Linked DNA regions of Mus musculus: region 1 is linked to region 2. A link is a contact called in public promoter capture Hi-C data. All regions are on one chromosome and are shown on one strand. Each heading gives the region's core, a stretch centred on a gene start, on an enhancer-like site or on the middle of the called end of the contact. The rest is flanking DNA. Distances are from core to core; before and after follow the strand shown. Region 1 overlaps 3100003L05Rik (RIKEN cDNA 3100003L05 gene). Region 2 holds the start of Hs3st4 (heparan sulfate (glucosamine) 3-O-sulfotransferase 4).

Region 1 (6,798 bases), core at 346-2,845, 700 kb before region 2:
TCTTCAGAGTCCTGTTGACATTGCGAGATGGGTTTTTTTGGGGGGTGGGGTGGGGGTTGTTTTGTTTTGTTTTGTTCTTTAAACATGCATGGTTATTTAATTTCTTCCTTCTCTGGAAATATAAGCTTGGTGAGGTTAGAGCCCTGAACTGTTTTACCCTTTAGTGCTGGTGGGATGCTAAGGCGAGTGCCTTCCCTCACTATCTTCAACTTAGGTCAGGAATGGCAAAAGTTGGATTTGGGCCCAGGCTGGATTGAATTCACAGCCATCCTGCTGGGCTACTTATGCATTTATTATTTCCTTGTCCCCAAGTACTTTATTGACTGTCATTTTCCATCACAGACTTTCACTTTCTTTCTCAACAGAACTCCAATGGAGGACCCACCACTAGCTCTAATTGACAGATCAGAACACTGGGGTCCTAAATGTGGGGATTTCCTCACACAGCCTATGGGAGTTGTTTCTGTAGTTTGTCAGTTTCAGCGCCTTCTTATCCTCCCATTGGTTTGTTTCCTCCCTTCTCCTGGTCTGAAGGGAGATGCTCAGTTTCCACTGGGTATCTCCTTTTAGTTCAAGAGCAGCAGGATTTGGCCAGGTTCTATGAAGAACAGTCGGTATCAGCTTGACTTTAGACTGCCCATGTTCTAGAGGGTGCTCTACACCCTTCACATACAGGCAGTACGAGTGCACTCAATGGCTTTAACAGATGAGTTCGTGAAGTTGGATGGAGAAGTTGAGGGGATGAAGCATGGGAGGAGCTGGAGCAGAGCTAGTAGAGGGCAGATTTCATCAAAATTTATTATATTCATACACAAAACTCACAAATAATAGGTTTAAATAATAATAATTTAAAAAACTGCAGCACACTGAGTCAGACACTTCAGGAGGAAGAATCGAGAAACATCTTGGCACAGCTATTCCCAGCCTTAAGCTGTGCAAGATTCTTCCCATAGCTCTGCCAGCCCAAGGCTGCCTGCTGGCACTTGAGGCTCAAGTTAGAAAGTGGGAAGTTTGAAAGCTTCTGGAAGAAGGTGAAAGGGATTTGAATCCAGCTCCTTGAGGCTGTGACAGAGCTGGTGGGACTCAATTGGCAAAGATCTTAAGGGGACAGATGGGCACCATGAGTGTCTATTGAGTGTCTGGGGTATCGCTTGCCACTAGTGATCACTTGCCCATGCAGTAAGTGGTCTTGGACAGTGTGGACAGGGAGAGTGGGAGTCCTAGTTAGAGCCTCTTCTCTTGGTTGATGCAGTTCTGTTCAGTGTATCATGTAGCTTAACTTTCTCCAGTCTTTTGTCCCTGATTCAGCATAAGTCTTTGTTATTTATATAAAATCACATTTCCTACAATCTTTCCTTCCACATGTAGCAGTCTGGTCTCCTTCCAGCTTTGCGCCCATTCCACTGGCAGAGTGATGGCTATGTGTAAACACCACGAAGGCTGCTTAAAACCTCCAACAGGTTTCTCTTTTCCATAAGATGTGACCCCAGTTCTGAACAAGGTGTCCTCAGCATTCTACTTAGGTTCCCTAAGGAGCCTCTTCCCGCCCACCTTACAGCCCTTCCTTGTCTGTGCGCCAGGCCTTCTGGCTCGATTTCGGTTTCTAAACACACCGTGTTCCCTCCAGTCTCCAGGCCTTTACACAAGCTGTTCTCTCCGTCTGGCATAGCTCTTCCCCATCCGCCACCACCACCACTGCCACCACCGCCATCATCACCACCATCACCCTGCTTAACCGATTAACACCTGGCCATCTGTCAGAGCTCAACTCAGCTGTCACTCTCCCAGATGCCCAACAAGACACAGCCCCTGTCTCATGCCTCCCCAGCATCTAAATTGGCCGAAATGTGCCTTCATTCAAAGCGATCACTTGAGCTTATAGGTCAATGTTCCTGAGAATAGACTTCACGTGAATTAGTTCGTCTCTTAACCTATAAAATGATTGGAGTAGGTTCTCAATTAATACTGTTTTCTCATGTGGATCTCTGTCTCACTAGGCGGAAAATTAGGGTTTAGGAAGAATAAGTTGCCTGTCTAGGATTGTTCAGAAGATCTGGGATATGGACCAACCCCTCACTACCTAACATATAGCCCTTTCAAATATGTCAGCCCTGGCAGAGCCTCATGGGAGGAGGGAGGAGCTTCTACTGAAAATTTCATTTTGGCCCCTGAGAAATAAATGAGCTGTACCAGCCTCAGCTCAGCTGCACTACATCATAAGCCAGTTAAGGGACCATGTTCCTCAGAAGTGCCCTCAGCTGTGGGAGAGAGATGGATGGTCCCTAAAGGCTCATCTCATTATTCCAGGAGCCAAATTGGGACCTTGTTAAGGGATGGATTGCCCATCAGTAAGTAGCACACTAATTCTATAGCCACATGGCACAGGAGACTGACCAGGGCTCCCATAATGTGGCCTCTGGCAGTCTTCCCACCATCTAGACCTAATGGCAACTTTTAGAAAATAAACACAGCCCTCACAGAGCCCCCAAGAACACATTTGCTCTAATGTGGTTCAACCGTCTTAAGTGAGTGCCTAATAAATTAATGGTCCTGTTAAACACAGTTCATTGTGAGCTTCACTGTGCAGCAGCCATCAAAGGATGGGTTATTTCTAGGACAGTAAAAGCAAATCATAGCTCTGTGTGTGCATGTGTGTGTGTGTGTGTGTGTGTGTGTGTGTGTATGCACATCTGTGCAGGGCATCACTGTGCAGTGGTTATGTCCTAGCTATGCTTGTGTGCATGTGTGCAGGTTAGAGCACAGTGAAGCTGCACTCTGCAAACATTCACTGCACATGAAATTGTATTCCATGCAGCCTACCCTATGCTTTACAGAAACCATATGACACTGTCTACACTGGAAGGAATACTTCATAGTAGTTCCTCAATAAACATTTGTTTCAGTAATTAATAAGGTCATTAATAAAATCACTCCATGATTAATAAAGTTACTACTTACACATTATACTAACAATGACAACTATGATAAATGGAAAGAACAGAGCATTCCTGGGCAAGTGAACAAGGTTGAACCACACTGTCCAATACAGCCATGCATACCTGTGGGTGCTGGGCTGGAGCACTTGGGCTCTTTCCTTGGCTCATCTCTGCATTACCATAGTCAGTAGGACAAGCGGATGTCCAGAAAGTTTTTACTTCATGTTTGAGTGTTTTACAAAGAGACAAAGTAATGTCTTGAGAAAGGTTGGGGAGAGGGTGATTATAGGTAAGTTTGGGGTCTGGTGACTAAAGTATGAACCATTAATCAAGACACTTAAGACAGAAATAACCAAAGCCATGTCAACTAAAAACGACCAGCACACTCTGGATGCCTAGAGGATGCCTTGCCCCGTGGATTTGTGGGGTAGACAAGTGTCATCCTGCTTCTTCTGTTTCAGTTTCTGCTCCACAAGACAGACAAACAGCTTGGAAGCTCTGGGCTAGAAGACGGCCAAGTGATTGCTCTTGAGGGTTATACAGAATATGATAAGATAAAAAGAAATAAAAGGTCAGTAAGAGATGAGAGAGGAGGTAGAGAAGATGAAGGAAGAAGAGAGAAGAGTGCAGGTGGGAGAGAGATGAAAGAAGACAAGGAAAGGCCACGAGAGGGAGATGGAGAGAGGACATGGAGAGGCAGATCAGAGGGAGCAGACCGAGGAAGAGGACCACTCAGAGCTCTCATCCATTTGATAAAACAGAGTTTTTGTGGATGGTCAGGTTTGATTAAAACTTATGGCCAGGAAAACCAGAAGCAACCGTTCCAGGGCAAGGCTAATGGGATTAGTTCAGGACAGTTTATGATGTCAACATCATGGAGAGGGAGGAGACAGTCACACAGTGATGGCTGGTTCTCCTTCAGGAATGGGTGGAGATCCTGCCACCTGCCTGGTGGCTCACACAGATTCAAAAAACCCAAGTCTCCCTGGCCTGCTGGGTCTGTGTCCTGTGCAGTGCAGGAAAGGTTAGATGACACCACCATAATGAATTGGATTCACTGTAGGGACCAGGTTGTAGAGGCATGGCCACCATTCTCCATGAAGACACAGTAGCAAGAGATAATGGGATTCCAAGGATGCTGAGGAGGCTACAGCAGGCCCAATGCAGAGATGTCTGGTGAGCTACTTCAAAGAGCAGAGTGGAGCCATGAGCTGAGGCCTCCATGCAGGCATTGTGAGGGACAGTGATATTCTTAATTTCCAGCTACATTTTTATGGCCTATGGATGCTATAAGGAATGAAAAAACAAAACAAAACAAAGAGTGCCAATCATTTTCCGGGGGTGGCTGCTCTGTGAATAAACATCTTTTTTTTCCTCTCTTTTGGGGCACAGCTTATTGCTATTTTTAATTTCTGTTCCTTCTATTCTCAGATTTGCCTCCAGCTGCCTGTCTGCCACCTGAGTGTTTGGGTATCCTAACCAATACCTAAGCATGATGCTCCAAGCCTGCCCCAGTCCCTCAGCAGCTTTTTGGTAACTTTCACCTGGCATCCCCAATGGTTCCTGCTTGTGAAACTCAAGCTTTGGAACTTTCTGCCTCTTCTTTCAGGTTTTTGTCGACTTTCATTTCCAGAGCACATCTAAGCATACTCCAGAAACTTCAGAATGAACGATGGCTCATTGTTACCTTCTGGTTCCAGCAACATCAAAGCATTGCTCAATGGGGCTTGACTAGCTGGGCAGAAAAGGGAAAGCCTTAGGTATGCATCAGTGATTCAGAGCAGTAGGACATAGGCTCTAAGCTACCATGTACTGACTGCAGGTACCAGGTGATCGAGTCTTTCCTCAGATGAGACAGCATCCTTGGCCATAATGCACTGGTTGGCAGAAAGGTCCCCATCACTGATTGGAAATGTTCAACCTGAACCCTGATGTAGCCAAGAGATCAGCTCAGACTCCACCCTGGATGGATGGAAGGAGGGAGAAATCTTTTTGAACACACATTCTTAGTCATATGTAGTTACAGAAGCATATAAGCATGCCTTTATATAGAAAAGTGCATATTCAGGCACATGGACACACACTTAGACTTCTCTCCACCTGAGACACACACACATACACACATACACACACACAAACACAAGCCTCTCAGAATGAGAAGGCTTTAAATGTGTATAAGAAACAAGTATGAATAGTTGTGTGTTATTATAGGAATTCCTTGTATTATAGGAATTCTCCCTCCTTCCATCCATCCAGGGTAGAGTCTGAGCTGATCTCTGGGCCTTCATATCCTTCAGGAACAACTCAAACATTCCAGGATTTTCTATTCACTTTCTATAAATGCTGCAGACTCTTCCAATGCTGCTCCTCTGTCCTAGATAAACTTTCTGTATGATTCTTTGGCTACATCAGTGTCCAGGAATACGAGGATATTGGTTAACAGTCACTCCAAAATTTTGGAGATGGGTGGGGGCGGAAGGATGCTCTCATCAGACAGAAGGACAGAGGGAACAGTCACACACTCAGGTTTGAATTATCCAGGAAGTGTGAACTGTGCAGCACAGTAGGCCTAAGTTCCTATTGAGGCCTCACGAGAAAGTAAAACCCTTGCACCACAATCAACAGCTCTGATCTGATCTCATCTGATCTAATGGTTTCAGCCCTCTTGGAGAAAGGTTTATTTTTGCTTCTTCCCACTGCCCTCTGAGTGTGGAAGTCACAGCAAGGGAACTTGGAAATGTGGCCTATAACAGCAGGGCTATTTCCACCATCTGGGCAGAATAATTATTTGTATGAAGGGAAAGCCATTTGGGGCAGATCACTGGTACTTTTTGGATTCACTTATGCAACAGCTACAAGAATTGGGTTTTATTCTCACTGCCCCTTCCTCCCTCTGCTCCCTGCTGAGTGTCTTCAAGAGTCTCTGGGCAGAGTCTGGGACTGAGAGGCAGACTCTGCAAAGAGGAAAACTCGACAGAACACTCAGGGACAAGTGGGGGACTGAGTCAACATCATTGCAAGGAAAACACCAGCCAGTGAGGTTGGGTTTGGAGAGGTTTCAGGAAAACCAACCTGAGCACAAGGCGAGGACTCCACCCAGAGTAATAGCAGGGACTTCAACTAATTGGCCAAGATCCCAACTTACAGTCATATAGAGTGTGGCAGATACAAACTCATGTCATTACTCTGAAAACATAGGTGATTTTCTTTCACAAAATGCTTAGAATCACATTTGCCACAATAAGGTCATGACATCTCCACGCATAGACACTTTATCCATTCATTTAACATATTCATGATCAGTAACCACAAATATCTGTGAGTGCTTACTTTGTATTTGGTGCTGTTCAAAGCATGTTGTGTGTAATAGTGCTTCAGTCCTTAGACCAACCTGTCGTGTTAGAATTACCGATTGTCACCATCTAAAGAGTGAAGCATGGGAAGGCTCTCAATAAATAAAGGCCACACAGAACTAAGGCTTGAACCCAGAAAAGCTGGCCTTAATTGCTTCGTTTACTGTTTCCAAGAACAGAATAGTTTGAATCACAAGGGATTCTATGGTGAATAAACCTTTTGTTCCAATGACACTCACACGATAGTAGGAAGATAGTAAGCAAAGAAAATATTTACAAATAGTGGGTTGTGATGGCTATTCTTCGTTGTCAACCTGAAAACATCTGGAATTAACTAAAATCCAAAAATGGAGGGCATGCCTGTGAGGGATTTTTGCTTAATTTGATGTGGGTGGATACACTTCTAATCCAGATCTTTGAAGAGAGAGAGAGACAGAGACAGAGACAGAGAGAGAGAGAGAGAGAGAGAGAGAGAGAGAGAGAGAGAGAGAGAGAGAGAGAGAGAGAGA
Region 2 (6,959 bases), core at 3,083-5,582:
CCAGACACGAGCTGAGAGTGCTGCTGTCAACCACTGGGAACAAGAGCTGAGCATCCTGCAGCACGCAGTGAGTTCTTGGGGTCACTCCACCCTCTCAGTAGAACATAAGAGCATAGACCATCACCTTGGAGCTAAGTGGCTTCTAAAGCAAGATGTCATGGTCACTATACATGCAAGTCACAGAAGAGGCAAGTGTTTCTGTCCCTTTGTCATTATGATGAGTTCTGTTAGTGGCAGCCAGGGGTCTGCCCCCCAGGTCCCATCCCTTAGAAGGGTTCAGGTCTCTGCCAGGATCACTGAATCACTCTTATGGAACTTGCTTATGGTTTTGCCCTTTTGGAGAAAGGTACAGAAAGACAGAAGAAGAGGGCTTGATCCACCAGGCTTATTAACCATTGACCGTCTGGGTCAGTCCACCGCTGAGGCTAAGCATCTCTACAGCCTGAATACACACATCCTAATCCATTAGTCCAGTGCTGCCCTGAAAATCGCATGTACATCTTCTAATCTTCGAAGTGTTTTTACATTCCATTAGATCGACAGCATAGGTACAAAGGAAAACCCGGATTTAGGGACAACTGGAGTGATGCCACAGAAATGAACCTGCTAAAGCTGATTTGTTAGCTAGGAGGGAAGCCCAAGCCAGTCACATTGACAGCAGCTCCAGTTTTGTCCCAGCTCTTCTTGCTCAAAGCACAAAATCCAGGACCACTTGCAGAACCAGTGGACAACTGGGAGTATTTCAAACGATAAATAAGTGAAGGGTAAATGGTTAAATACATAATGAAAATTTAAAACCTTTAATTAACCTGTGCTTCTTCAATGAAGCCACCAGATTGTAGACAGCAGACATGGCACGGGCAAGTTAAGATGCCATCATTTAGGGTCTAGAGTTGCTCTGGGAACCAAGACAAAGAGTTTCTACAACTGGTTTGAATCAAAGCCACTACTCAGATTTCTACATCAGGATCTATCTATCATCCCTTCTTCCTACATGGGAGAGAGGCTCAGGGCAGGCATGAAAAGACAAGACTAATGAAGTCTCACAAATGTCTTCAAAGCACAGCTGTGAGGCTGGGAAGCTCACCAGTGATTCCCCAGGAGCTTCCAGGAGTCTTTCCATCAGCCATGTTTCAGTGGCTAATGGAGCCTGTGTTGTTAGATGGTCACACACTTCCATGAGGCTTGCTCTTAAAGAGAGTCTCTGCCTTACTTCCAATCAGCATCACTCAGTCTTGCATCTCTATATGGCAAGAGAATAAGGGCCAGGGGTTGAGGACCAAGAGATACCAAATGGTTCTCATACCTGGGCCCAAGCTGACCTTGCCCTAGGCATACCATTTGTGTTTAGCAGCTCTACTAAGGGCTAACAAATACCAAGCCACACATGCCACAAATGTTGGCTGGGATCAGGAGGCTGGAATTATCTCTACACCGCACACCTTCGGTAGCCATGACCGTGAGGTAGCTTATGTATCTCATCTTGGCATCACTGTAAAAGAACCTAAGAAATCTATCATCTCTTTCCTTTCATTTAGAAAACTCTCCTGGCCCCAAGATAGGGACTTCCTCGTTCAAGCATTCCCGTGAACTTTATTGGTCATCCAAATAAATCACTTCTTTCTGTAGCCCCACTGCAGCAAAGCCACCCAAAACACATGCTGCAAGATTTGATCTTTATTCCTCTCTTAAAGGGCATCTGACACTTCCCACAAGATGCGCAGCTTTAAAATTAGAACCAGGAGGGGGGATGCCTGCTTCCCCTCCGATGGCTAAAGCTACCCCACAGAAAAAATCAGGACATTCCTGTAGCTCACCAGCAAACAGCTGAACCCTTCCCAGACATCTTCCCCTGTCTTTATTTTGCTGTTGTTGCATTAATCATCCTAACACCTTTTTAATTATAATCACAAACTGGAAGCCATGGCTTGTGATGTTATAAATAAGGATTTTTTTCCAGTTAAATTAGGCACTTGCTGTTTTATGTTTTGATAGGAAGGGACTGTTTGAAGCCTCCTAAAATATCCCAATTAGTTCTTGCTGTTGAAACAGACAAGACATTAACAGACACACTCCCTGTCTCAGTGTGATGTGCTGGAATGTTTATGGCTCGGTGTACTTCTCTGCAGCTTTTAAGGCACAAGACAATTTTTTTCAAAAGTGGGAGAAAACAGTCACAACACACATGCTTATTACGTATTCCCAAAATAATGGCCCAAACTTTTCCCAGGCTGTAATCTAAACCCAGGAAGCATGTCTCTTCCACAGGAAAGCAACCCTGTCACAGGACATTTTACCTATTGGCTCTGTGGAACTGATAGCATCGCTTCAGCGGACAAGGGCTCTGTTTCTGTTTGACAGTTGCAATTAATTATTGAAATGTGATCGAGATGGGGCCACCCGTCCAGATCTGTTATCCAGAAAGATATGAAGAGGGAGGAAAGAGGAGGGACAAGAGAGAAAGGGGCTTGCATTCTGAGCATGTGCACGCACCAATGTTGTTTTAATGTCGGGGCTGGCAAGAAAGACAGATAATCGCTATCTGACCTGCACTTAACTTTCTCCTGCTCCTTTCCTCCCTCGCAGTTCCAACACCTGATGGTGTCCTGTCAGAAAGAGGTATATAACTCCCAGCAGAAGTAACTCCAGTCTGTCTCCAAGGATGCTCAAATTAGAAGGATCTCTGCACAGGGCACAGACATACTTATAGCACCAACTGGTATCTAGACACCTAGGCTCCTGATACTAAATCAACCCAGTGTTCATTCAGCCAAGAGGAACATAAAGTTACAGAGGTAGGAAATAGCCAAAGCGCCTACACCGTCTTTTTTTTTTTTTTTTAACTGTTCATTTTGCTCTGACCTTAAAACACTGAAGTTGGATTCCAGCCACACAAACGCTTTTGAGGGCGCTTTAGATTGATTCCTGGGGATCTCAAAGCTCGTCGTCAATTTAGCTCTCCTGTCTCATTCCTCCGCTTGTTCTCAACTAGAAGCCCAGCGCCCTGTATTGGCCTGGATTGGGAAACACCCCACAGACAGGCGGGAGAGCTGGGGATTCCCAGATTTGAAGCCTGGTAGTTCTCCAAGGCACCTGCTCCTCCCCTTTCCCAGAAATAAAGTGATCTTTTAGCTGGAGTCCTGTTCTCTCATCTGTACCGGGACTCTGCGCAAACAGGCCAGGGCTCCCACTGCCCTCCCCTGGATGCTCTGGCTATGGGCTCTCGGGACCCCTTATGCGTCTGGCACTCCGCAGCAGCCTCCTACCTGTACCATTCCAGCCCCTTCTCGTAGTTCCTGTCGAAGAAGTGCGGCTCTACGCCCACTGCCCTTACGTCCGGGTGGACTCGGATAGCCTCCAGCAGCGCGCGTGTCCCTCCTTTCTTGACCCCGATGATCAGTGCCTGGGGCAGCTTCTTCTCCCCATAATCAGGGGTGCTGGCGGGGCCCCGTTCCGCACTCCCGTTGGCCGCCCTCCGGCCTTCCAGCTCCTCGGCTGCGCCTGGCTCCTGCGCCCCGCGCCCCAACAGCGCGTCCTGCTCTGTGACCGCGTCTCCGGGGGCAGGCGGGCTCCTGGGCCAGGCGTCCCGAGCACCGCCGCCGCTCGCCAGTCCCCAGCCGTCGGCCGCAGGAGTCGTGAAGCGCTCGGGGGGCTCGGGCGGTGGCCCGCGGCTCGCGTTGTCCGGCGGCGGCGAGGAGGCGCCGGGGCGCACGCGGGGAGGCGGCAGCGAGGGAGACAGCAGGCTCGGCGGGGGCTCCGCGGCGGATCCCGGGGGCTCCTGCAGCGCCAGCGGGAACTGCAGCGAACCCGAGCCGCCCAGCAGGCTGTAGCACAGGTAGGTGACGGACAGGGACAGGGTGCACATGAAGAGCAGCTTGCGCGCCGGCGGCCCCTTAGTGGAGGCGCCGGGCAGCAGCGGCGGCGCGGCGAGCGGCGGCGGCGGCGGCGGAGGCGGAGGCGGTGCGGGCCACCGGGCCATCGCGGCTCCCGGCTCGCGGCGGCGGCGGCCCCCGGCGCTGCCCGGACATGGTTTCAGCCGCCGCCCCCGCCGCCGCCGCCGCCGCCGCCCAGCCGCCCCGGCTGCATGGAGCGACGCCGCTGCGCCCCCGGCCCTGGCTGCCGTCCCGCTGCGCCGGGGACAAGCCCGGACGCATGGCCCCCTCCCCTCGCGAGCCCCCGCCGCCCCCCTCAACCTCAGGCCAGGAGCCCGAGGGGGGCGCCTAGTCGCGGCGGCACCTGCTCCGTGCGCAGCGCCCCGCTCTCCCCGCGCTGCCGCGGCTACCGCTCCCGCAGCCCCGAGTTCCTTCCCTGCTGCTAACTTTCTGCCGGGAGAGAGGACCGGCGCCGAGGGGCGGAGGCGAGGGGGCCGGGCGCGCGCCCGCCGCCGCCCGGGGAAGGAGGGGTGCGCCTCGCGCGTGCCTGCGGAGGGGGTGCGCGAGAGCGGAGGCGTGCGCCAAGGCTGGGGCGCCCGGGAGAGCGGAGATCCCGGCCCCCGCCAGCCGCCGCCAAGCGCGCGCGGAGGACCTCGCCCCGCCCTAGCGCTGCGCTCCCACGGGAGTCGGAGGTGTCCGCGCTCGCCAGCGTTCGCTCCAGACTCTTGGAGGGAATTGTAACCCAGAGCTGGCCTGGACCGTCCTGCGCTGGAGAAGCTGAGATCCTAGCAGTGACAAGTTCCCCCAGGTCTCCTCCGATGGGACTCTGAGAAAACTCAGCCCATTTCTGACTGTCTCTTCCCTAGCTTTCTCCTGCCTTGCTTTCTGATGCAGTTCTTTCCCCACCCCAACTTCCACCTCCCCAGCCTTATCTTTGAGGCTCCTGATGGGTGGAGCTTTGACACAGACCCCAAGGTTTCCCAGACTAGAAGCTTTTGCCCCTGCCTTTTCACCCAGAGACTGTACTTTCTGCTGGGAGATGGCGCTGTCCCCTACCGGGTCCCTTTAACCACAGGTGCACCCACCTGTGCCCTGTGGGAGGCACTGCGGGCTAAGGGAGCTTGGGGTTCCCTGAGCTGACACAGACTGGGGTCCTCATCCCTCCAAACACCAAATAAGCAGAGGGATGTCTGCGTGTCACTTCACTGAATATTTTAGGTGCCTGTGCTTAGCAGAGAGATTTCCATCCCTCCTCTCACTCGGTGGTATTAAAGGCTTTGCGAGATTCTAAAGTGGACTGGTTTGTTGTAGCCTTTAGCGCAGGAGAAGGGGAAGATGGAACCTAGAACTGGGGGAGCGTCCATCTAGGGAGGCTCTCAGGAGCCCTTCTTCGTGAGTACTGGCACTGGCTCTAATGTGCTCTACCCTGCTAGGCACAGTTAGCTGGTTACCCAGACTATCAGCTTTCTCCCTCTTCTGCTGCAGAGGCTGGCTTCTCCTGTTCTATTTGATCTCATAATGGGAACAATAGTTGAAAGAAAATGTATATAATGTCTAAATATTAACAAGATACCTAGTGCCAAAGAGAGGAAAAATGTTAATCAAATATGACGAAGACCGGGGACTTTTCCCTGGGTGAACAAAAGCTCGCTGCTGCTCTCAGCTGGACATGAGTCTTCCACACCGCAGCTTCGGTTCAGATAAAGATTATTCCTTTATAATACATTTTTTATGGTACACAGGAGACTCTGAAATACGGAGTCTGGTGTCCTGTAAATCACCCCCTGTAACTAGCGATGCTTTTCTTCAACCACCACACAACTCCATTACTGTAATGTTAATGGGAAGGACCAGCTGAAGCTGACAGAAATGCCACTTCATCCAGCCCTCCTTCAACTCCAAGTGCAGCTGTCAGATAGGAAGTTCGGTGTCTGCTAATGTTGCCACTGCCTCGGGTTGGACTTCTTTTGCTAGCTAGGGCACTAGGATGCTGAAGCCAGAGCCTTGCTGCTCTTGACCCCCAGTTCTCAGACTCTCTCGGTTCTCGGCAGTCAAAACAGACCTGCCCTGTATGCAGTTCTCACTAAAGATGTGTTCTCAGACTTGGGAAACAAATTTTTTTCATAAAATGGTGTTAAAATGTAGCCCAGAAAGGGCAAGCTGATAGTAGATATCTGGCAGGCAGCAGGAAGAAGGGAAAATGTTTAAATCGACTCCAAATGGTTGAAAACTGCAGACTTTCCCTGGAGGATCAGTCTACTTACTGATTCTGAATACCCAACTCTCTTAGTTGGAGTTTCCACTGCTGTGAAGACACACCATAACCAAGGCAACTCTTACAAAGGACAACATTTAATTGGGGCTGGCTTATAGGTTCAGAGGGTCAGTCTATTATCATAAATGTGGGAGCACGGCAGCGTCCAGGCATACATAGGGCTAGAGGAGCAGAAAGTTCTACATTTTGATCCAAAGGCAGACAGAAGACTGGCTCCCACGTGGCTAGGGGGAAGGTCTTAAGGCCTACCCCCACTGAGACACACTCCCTCCAACAAGGCCACACCTACTCCAACAAGGAGACACCTCCTAATAGTACCACTCCCTGAGCCAAGCACATACAAACCACAACTAAGCCTGAAAACTCAGATCTAGAACTCAGGCCTTCCAGAAGAGCCTACAGGCTCTGTGTTTTCCCCTGTCCATCTGGGTTGTGCCTGCACATTTATGACTCTTATCTGAGAAATCTTGTCAGGAAGATTTCTCAGGATCCCTTTTCTTTCTGATACCTAAAAGAATGACATCAAAACAAACAAACAAACAATGAATGACATCTTATTGGTCAAACACCATGTCCAAGAAGTGATGGGGAAGAGGCATGCATTCTCTCTCTCTCTCTCTCTCTCTCTCTCTCTCTCTCTCTCTCTCTCTCTCTCTCTCTGTGTGTGTGTGTGTGTGTGTGTGTGTGTGTGTGTGTGTGTGTTCTGTTTCTTAGAGAGAAACTCTGTGCAATCTATACTGAGGTAGTTGCATGCTTCTCTATATAAAAGGGGTCCCTGAGAACATGTCCTTAAGAAACTTAGAATAAAAAGA

The links. Promoter capture Hi-C pulls out the DNA fragments that hold promoters and counts their contacts.
Region 1: a contact with region 2 is called in a promoter capture Hi-C map of hippocampal neurons, with 6 times the contacts expected there. The contact joins the enhancer-like site here to the promoter of Hs3st4 in region 2. A contact is called at or near these places in 1 of 39 promoter capture datasets (hippocampal neurons), 1 of 484 Hi-C or Micro-C datasets (cerebral cortex) and 4 of 115 datasets of contacts at active chromatin or transcription factors (embryonic forebrain, embryonic hindbrain, forebrain and 1 more).

The regions. Positions count from the first base shown.
Region 1 is chr7:124,676,223-124,683,020 of GRCm38.p6, reverse strand. All of the region lies in intron 1 of 3100003L05Rik (RIKEN cDNA 3100003L05 gene), which reads left to right. Among named protein-coding and RNA genes, the nearest start is that of 3100003L05Rik, 29 kb to the left of the region's middle. Within about 2 kb of position 1,595, at least 12 of the 459 cell types and tissues checked have an H3K27ac peak or open chromatin away from gene starts, as enhancers often do. A contact at or near this core is called in cerebral cortex and hippocampal neurons, where this site is marked.
Region 2 is chr7:123,980,201-123,987,159 of GRCm38.p6, reverse strand. Hs3st4 (heparan sulfate (glucosamine) 3-O-sulfotransferase 4) reads right to left here and starts at 4,332. Exons shown (of 2, transcript NM_001252072.2): 1 at 3,267-4,332. The coding sequence starts at 3,979. Gm26974 (a long non-coding RNA gene) reads left to right here and starts at 3,706. Exons shown (of 4, transcript XR_003946874.1): 1 at 3,706-3,835.